2 separate regions of the Pan troglodytes genome follow, and region 1 is linked to region 2. The links are chromatin contacts, called in public capture Hi-C maps. All regions are on one chromosome and are shown on one strand. Each heading gives the region's core, a stretch centred on a gene start, on an enhancer-like site or on the middle of the called end of the contact. The rest is flanking DNA. Distances are from core to core; before and after follow the strand shown.

The links. Capture Hi-C pulls out chosen DNA fragments and counts their contacts.
Region 1: a capture Hi-C map of stem cell-derived neural stem cells shows a contact between it and region 2, with 2.6 times the contacts expected there. The contact joins two enhancer-like sites. A contact is called at or near these places in 1 of 7 Hi-C or Micro-C datasets (blood) and 1 of 1 other capture datasets (stem cell-derived neural stem cells).

The regions. Positions count from the first base shown.
Region 1 is chr6:121,390,229-121,393,468 of NHGRI_mPanTro3-v2.0_pri, reverse strand. All of the region lies in intron 8 of CDHR3 (cadherin related family member 3), which reads right to left. Among named protein-coding and RNA genes, the nearest start is that of CDHR3, 49 kb to the right of the region's middle. Within about 2 kb of position 1,383, at least 11 of the 24 cell types and tissues checked have an H3K27ac peak or open chromatin away from gene starts, as enhancers often do. A contact at or near this core is called in stem cell-derived neural stem cells, where this site is marked.
Region 2 is chr6:121,151,878-121,154,936 of NHGRI_mPanTro3-v2.0_pri, reverse strand. All of the region lies in intron 3 of ATXN7L1 (ataxin 7 like 1), which reads left to right. Among named protein-coding and RNA genes, the nearest start is that of ATXN7L1, 110 kb to the left of the region's middle. Within about 2 kb of position 1,571, at least 4 of the 24 cell types and tissues checked have an H3K27ac peak or open chromatin away from gene starts, as enhancers often do. A contact at or near this core is called in stem cell-derived neural stem cells, where this site is marked.

The DNA of each region.
Region 1 (3,240 bases), core at 134-2,633, 240 kb before region 2:
TTAATCATATTTTGCCTTGGTAGAATTTCTTACAAAAATATATCGTGGCTGTTGTGAGAATGTGCCTGGAAGACCTTTAACCATGAGAGCATAACTGACCATCGGCCTCAGCTGCTGGGCTCTGAAATCCATCACTGTGTTTGTGGTGAGGCCACGTACCAACAACTGGTCCTGGCAAAGATACTAAGGCTCATTCCTGTCCTATGTCAGTTGACACTGGCTCCAGGACCCCCAATGCCCTAGCTGAACACTCCTTAACTGCATGGCAGCCTAGAACATGTCCAACTACCTTTTCTCCCTCTTTCCTTCACTCAGATCAGCCTTGCATCATGATCTGATGACTTGCCCAGCCTTGTCCATCTCTCTCCCCATTTTCTGCCACAGGCATCTCCCCTAATAATAGCCTTGCACATTTAATCCCATCTTAGCATCTGGTTCTTGGAGCATACACTTCTCTCTGCAACCAAACTCTGCTCCCTTCTTCGTTCCACATCCTCTTTTCATGGCAGATAAAATCGGCTCTGGGCTCAGTGCATACGGAGCAAAGTCTGACAGCAAGAATGGTCATGGGCCACTGAGGATAACAGGTTTGCTTGCTGGAGCGTGTAATGGAGTCTCCACGATGCCTCATTGGCAAAGATCACCTCTGTATTTCAGCAGGATTGGAGTCTGAGCATTCCTGCCTCGATTGCACAATGTCATGGTTTCATTCATAGGGACTTAGAAGAGACACCACTTATTAAACACCAACTGCATGCTGTATCATACCAAGCACTTTAAAAACACTATCTCTAATTTCCTCATCTCAGAGAGGTTTGTATTCTTGTCCCCACTGCACAGGGGAAGAAAGAGTGGTTCCGAGCATTTTCAAGGCCTGTCCAGGAAAGTGGATGTATCCAGACTTGATCCTCTGCAGTGTTAGAGTCACTGTAAACTTTAACTTCCATCCATAAGTATCCAGGCTCACAGATGGTTTGGGGATCTAAGCCTTGATTTCAACTCTGCAGAAGCCAGGAGATTGCATCATTTAAAGAATCCAAGGTCCTGAAGCCAGACATTTCAGGCACTCCAACAGAGGCCTCCTCACTTGGCCCTCCAGGGCTGCTTGGCCTGTTCTCTCATTCGTCCCTGACAGTTGGTATTTTTCCCCTAAACGCCTAACTTGGAAAGCCACTCCCCTCATTCAGCAATCCCTGCCTCAAAAGCGAGCTGCCCTCGCTCCCAGCCATCAGACCATGTTTCTCTCCCCATGCAAAGTTGACTGTGTCCAGCCCATTCTGAATCAGCCAAACTGCTCCGCCTCTTGCTCACAAGCAGCTTGCAAAGCGCTTTCACTGAATCGCCTGACAATTTACAACCAGAGCGGGGGTTGTCACGTGCCTCGGATGCCTCCGTCGGGCCCTGGGCTCATTCATCATCAGCCTGGGAAAGCCTCAGGGGCCACGGTACGAAAGGCTGGGAGCCTGCAGGAGCCCGCGCGGGCAGCAGGGGGCGCCCGCCTCCTCCACGCCGCCCTCCTCCCTGCGGGAGCACAGCACACCGCCTCCAGCAGCCGCGCTGACCTCACCCGCTCTGCCACCTGCTCTCAAGAACTCCACAGCAGAGACCGCGCCCACAGCCTCCAAGGAAGGAACAAACATTCAAGAGGAAGTGTCAGAGACTGTGGCAGAACCATGCCATTGTCACTTTGTTCTGTTTTGACCTGCTTGTGTGCTTGGCTTTGACATAGTTGGAGAAGGTATAAGGCTGGGAGGGTGGCGGGTGCTGCAGGTCAGGGCTTCTCAGCCCTCTCCGCACCCGCCCTTATGCAGCCTTGGGACGCGAGGCTGGGCTTTAGGCTGAAGACCTCCGCCCCTGGAACTGCAGAGGAGGGGTCCCTTTCGTTGCCCTTCCTCACATCTTGGCGTTCATAGGGTGGCTGAGAGTTCCTCCCGCTAGAAGAGCCCAAAGAGGGAACTTGAGCCTTGGTTAGATTATCTTCAGTAATAAATGCAGTTAGTCCAGCTACGGATTTCACATTGGCCTTCAGGGCTAATCTGGAGGGAAGATTATCAAGTGCAGGACTCTGTTTGGGCTTGCCTGGACAGTCTAGGATATTCGAATTGCAGTTTCACCAGCTAATATGGAACACAGTCTGCAAACTGTCCTCCCATACCCCAGGGGACTCTGGACTGCAGGAAGCCAAATATACAATTAACAGATATGCACTGAAGAGAGAAAATGGACAAGGAAGGTTTGAGACAGCACAGCCCTCTCCAGGCATTCTCACTTCTTAACCTTCACCCCCTACCTCTTAGGGCAGAGGAACAAGGAAGAGCAGGAGGGCAGAAGAGGGCAGGAGCTTCCCAGGATGTACTGGAACCACCCAAGAGTTCTAGCACAGATTTAAAATGTCAAAGAAAGTGTAAGTGTGATGCTGCAAATTATCTCCACTCCATCCCCAGGGCCCAGACATCTCTCAATTTATGCACGTAAAGGTGTGGAAGTCACAATCCTAACTACCCATGCAGCTGTCCCCACCCATCTAATGGACTTGTAGGGCTTAGGTTGGGATAGGAACCTACTACATGCTTAAGATTGTGACTGACGTTATTGGGGTGTCAGCAGGAAGCAGCTGGTGAATTAGGATCATTCTAGGAGGGGTCAGTAAAGGGACTATGAAGAAGGTGCTCACAGAGTATATGGAAATCTCATCAGATGGTGCAATATCTCAGGGCTCGTGAGAGTGAAGCACCCTTACCACCTCTAGGCCCAGGGAAGCCAGTGGAGGAAGCAGGTCCTGCCACCAGTGACAGAGAGCTGCTTATGGGAATGGAGATCTTCAGGCAGGGAAGGGATGCACCCAGCTCACAAAGAGAGAGCCTGAACCTCCTCTCCTCCTCTTTCCAGGACTCCCCATTGGCCAACTAGAAGCTGGAAGGCAAGGGAGTTGGTTGGTATCTGATATGGTTTGGCTGTGTCCCCACCCAAATCTCATCTTGAACTCCCACATGTTGTGAGAGGGACCCAGTAGGAGGAAATTGAATCATGGGGGCAAGTCTTTCCTGTGCTGTTCTTGTGATAGTGACTAAGTCTCATGAGATCTGATGGCTTTATAAGGGGGAGTTTCCCTGCACAAGCTCTCTCTTTGCCTGCTGCCATCCACGTAAGACATGACTTGCTCCTCCTTGCCTTCTGCCATGATTGTGAGGCTTCCCCAGCCACGTGGAACTGTAAGCCCATTAAACCTCTTTCTGTTGT
Region 2 (3,059 bases), core at 322-2,821:
AGAGCAGCAAAAAAATGCACCCAGTACAGGAGGCAAATTTACTTTTATGAAACTTCCAACATTTACAGTTTCTAATTCTAGATTTACATGCAATGAATACATCCTTTAGCTGTCTTATATCTTCCTTACTCAGGACCCAAGCTTTCTGCAATAACTATTTGAAAACCAGTTTTACAATTTTGACTCTGAAGGAAGATTACTCGTCTTCTTGTAGGTTCTAGTCTACCCTTTCATTTCTTGGCCAGAAGATTCTATCAGAACAAAAGTTATGGTCATTTCAGCAGATGCTGGGAATAAATCCCTTCAGCATTCTGATTAGTTACAATGGGTAATAAGAGAACTGCACAGACCAAAAACTCCAAGTACATGTTTCATGCATGTAAACCTACTCGTGATGGGTTTTGGCTGAAAGCTAAGCATTGATAACCTTGCCACCAAAGCTTAGAGTCGCTTGTTAGTATTCTGAGAGCTGGAGTACAGGCACAGATACAACTTGATCCTGTTAACGTCTCTCATTCCTAGGCCACAGATAAGTTTGTTGAATAGGAAGTTGAGAGAAAGCGATCTGGAGAGAGAATTGTATGCAAGTGGCTCAAGTGACCTGGCAATTTGGGAGTCCCTTGCAGCCTTGCTATGACCTCCTACCTCTGTTTGCCCATCTATGGAATGGGTATGGTGGTTATATACCAAGGTTATTATTAGAAATGATAAATTTGAAAATGCCTTGGCATGTAACTTGTGCTATAATTATACCTCACTGCCACATGGAAAATAGGCATTTTTAGCTGAAATGTGTAATGAGGTTAGGCAGGGAACATCAGTTGGTGGCAGGAAGAGTGTTCCCAGAGACAAGAGGTTTGAGGAGAGGGGGCCAGATGCTCACTAAGGAGAACAGAGAGATCACCTATGAAGCGGCCTTGGGCATCACGATGGAATGTTCAAAACAAGCACAAAACAAACGTTTAGACGTCTGGCCTGAATTTAGAAACAAATAAGGGGCTTGGAGATGAGCCTCTGTCTTTTCACGCTGCAGGCTCTTCACTCCAGCCCTGAGTACCAATCGAACTCCAGAGGGGTGGACTGGAGAAGGAGGAAGGCCTGAGCAAGCCAGTGCCCACATGGGCTGCAGCTGCTGGGTTTCAAGGAGCTTTCTATCGGAGAGGCAGCAGAGGGGTTCTGAAAGAGCCAGACCCCGGAGCCAAGCTATCTGGGCTTGACCTTAGCTCTGCTATTCACTGGCTGTATGACTTTCAGCCAGTCCTCATCTCTCTGTGCCTCAATTTCATCAAGCTCAAAATGGGGGTAATAATAGTACCTGTCTCAGAGGTTGTCAGGAGGATAAATTAAGTAAATAGGACTGCAACGTGTAGGAGAACACCAGGCATCTATACACTTAAACACAGCAAGGCACTTCTCTGGCCTTGTGAATTTCAGCACATGGCAGAGAAGAAACAAGCTGGACTGGCTGAGGAAAGCTCACCTCCAGAGGACTGAGTGGGTTAACCATGAATTACATAGTCATTCCCAGAGAGGACGCATGGCGGGAGAGAAGCAGCAAGGATCGTAGCTGGATGGATACATGGCCTTGGCTGGACCAGGGGCTGGCGAGTATAGGGGCTTATGGAGGGCTGGGTTTTGCTCAGGTGGACCCTCTTGAAACTCCCAGTGGGCCTCCCTTCTACCCCCAGGAAAGCTGGAATCTTGGGGGCTTCTGTGTCCCCAAAAGCAGATTCCAGTGGCCAGCATCTTGGAAATTCTTGTGCACTTATTTCACTTGTATCAGTCTTTTCTAGGGTCATTTACTGATACTATACTTTCTCTGCTCTGGAGTCATTCCCCTGCAAAATCATTCCCCTGTTATCTGTCTGCCTCAACACGGGAAAAATCCCTGTCATCTGGAACCCTTGCTTCCTGCCCGCCGTCCTGCCTCACTGCAGTGTGTGGGCAGATCTGCTCTCTGCTGCACATGTCTTCAGAAAGACTGAATTTCAGGCTTTCAGAGCAAGCGTCTTTGAATCCACTGGTGAAAGGAGACAGCAGTCATCTGCTGGTTGATGTTTGCCAAAATGTGGCCTTAGACTGGGATGAAGTGATGGCTCCTGGCACGGAAGCTGGTTCCCCCTGGGTGTACACCCAGCCTGAACAGCTCCTTTAAAACCAGAAGCAATTTGTCATCTTTTGATTCTCTTCCAGCACTGTCCCTGTCACAGGTAGATAAATGAGGCAGCATATGGGTGTCCAAACGCAGGATCGTCTAATCCCAGTGGTTTCCCTTGGAGCCGTCACTTCTCGAGGGTGGAAAGCACAGTGGGGTGGTCCCTGGCTTCGGGGTTGTAACCATAAGCATATTTTTTCATCACATGTCCCATTTATATGCATGAAATGCTTTCTCAGAATCTCCCAGCTTCTGTGTCATTGATAGGTGCATTTCTCATTTCAAAATCCCGAAATGAATCATACGTTTGTGAGCTCAACATCTCATGTCTGTAGTTCCACAGAATGCTACTAATCAAATCAATGTCTCGGCACAAACCAACAAGCATCCCTGACTTAAAAACAGATGGAAGTTGAACTTTTTGTTCTAAAAAGACTTGATTACAGAAAGTCAGTGGGAAAAGTGCATACATTTCAGTTTCCTTCACGTTGCACGCACTGTAAATGGCTTGAGAGATACATTCAGAGTTTTTTACGCAGCCCACGTGGACTTTGAATTTGTTGCTTACATATCGATAAAGCCACCAGGTTATGTCCAAGGATGCAATAGGCAGAAGAGGGCTCCTGATCTAGTTGCCAAAACATGGTTGACCTGTGATTCCTTTGTAAATGAAGGATAAGCCTGTGTGGCGAATGAGCTCAGCCCCTGGGCACACCTCCTGCCTATGCCAAAGGGTTGAGTGTGTTTCTGGTCTAGCCAGACAGTTTTGATTTCTTCTGTGGCCATACGTCACATTCTTCATCCCCACAGCTGCCAGATTAACTAGACATCCTTGGTCACAAGGGCCCAGGCTTGACTGGATCAGTTCAAGTTCATCCCAGATACAGGAAAGTCATCTACTCTG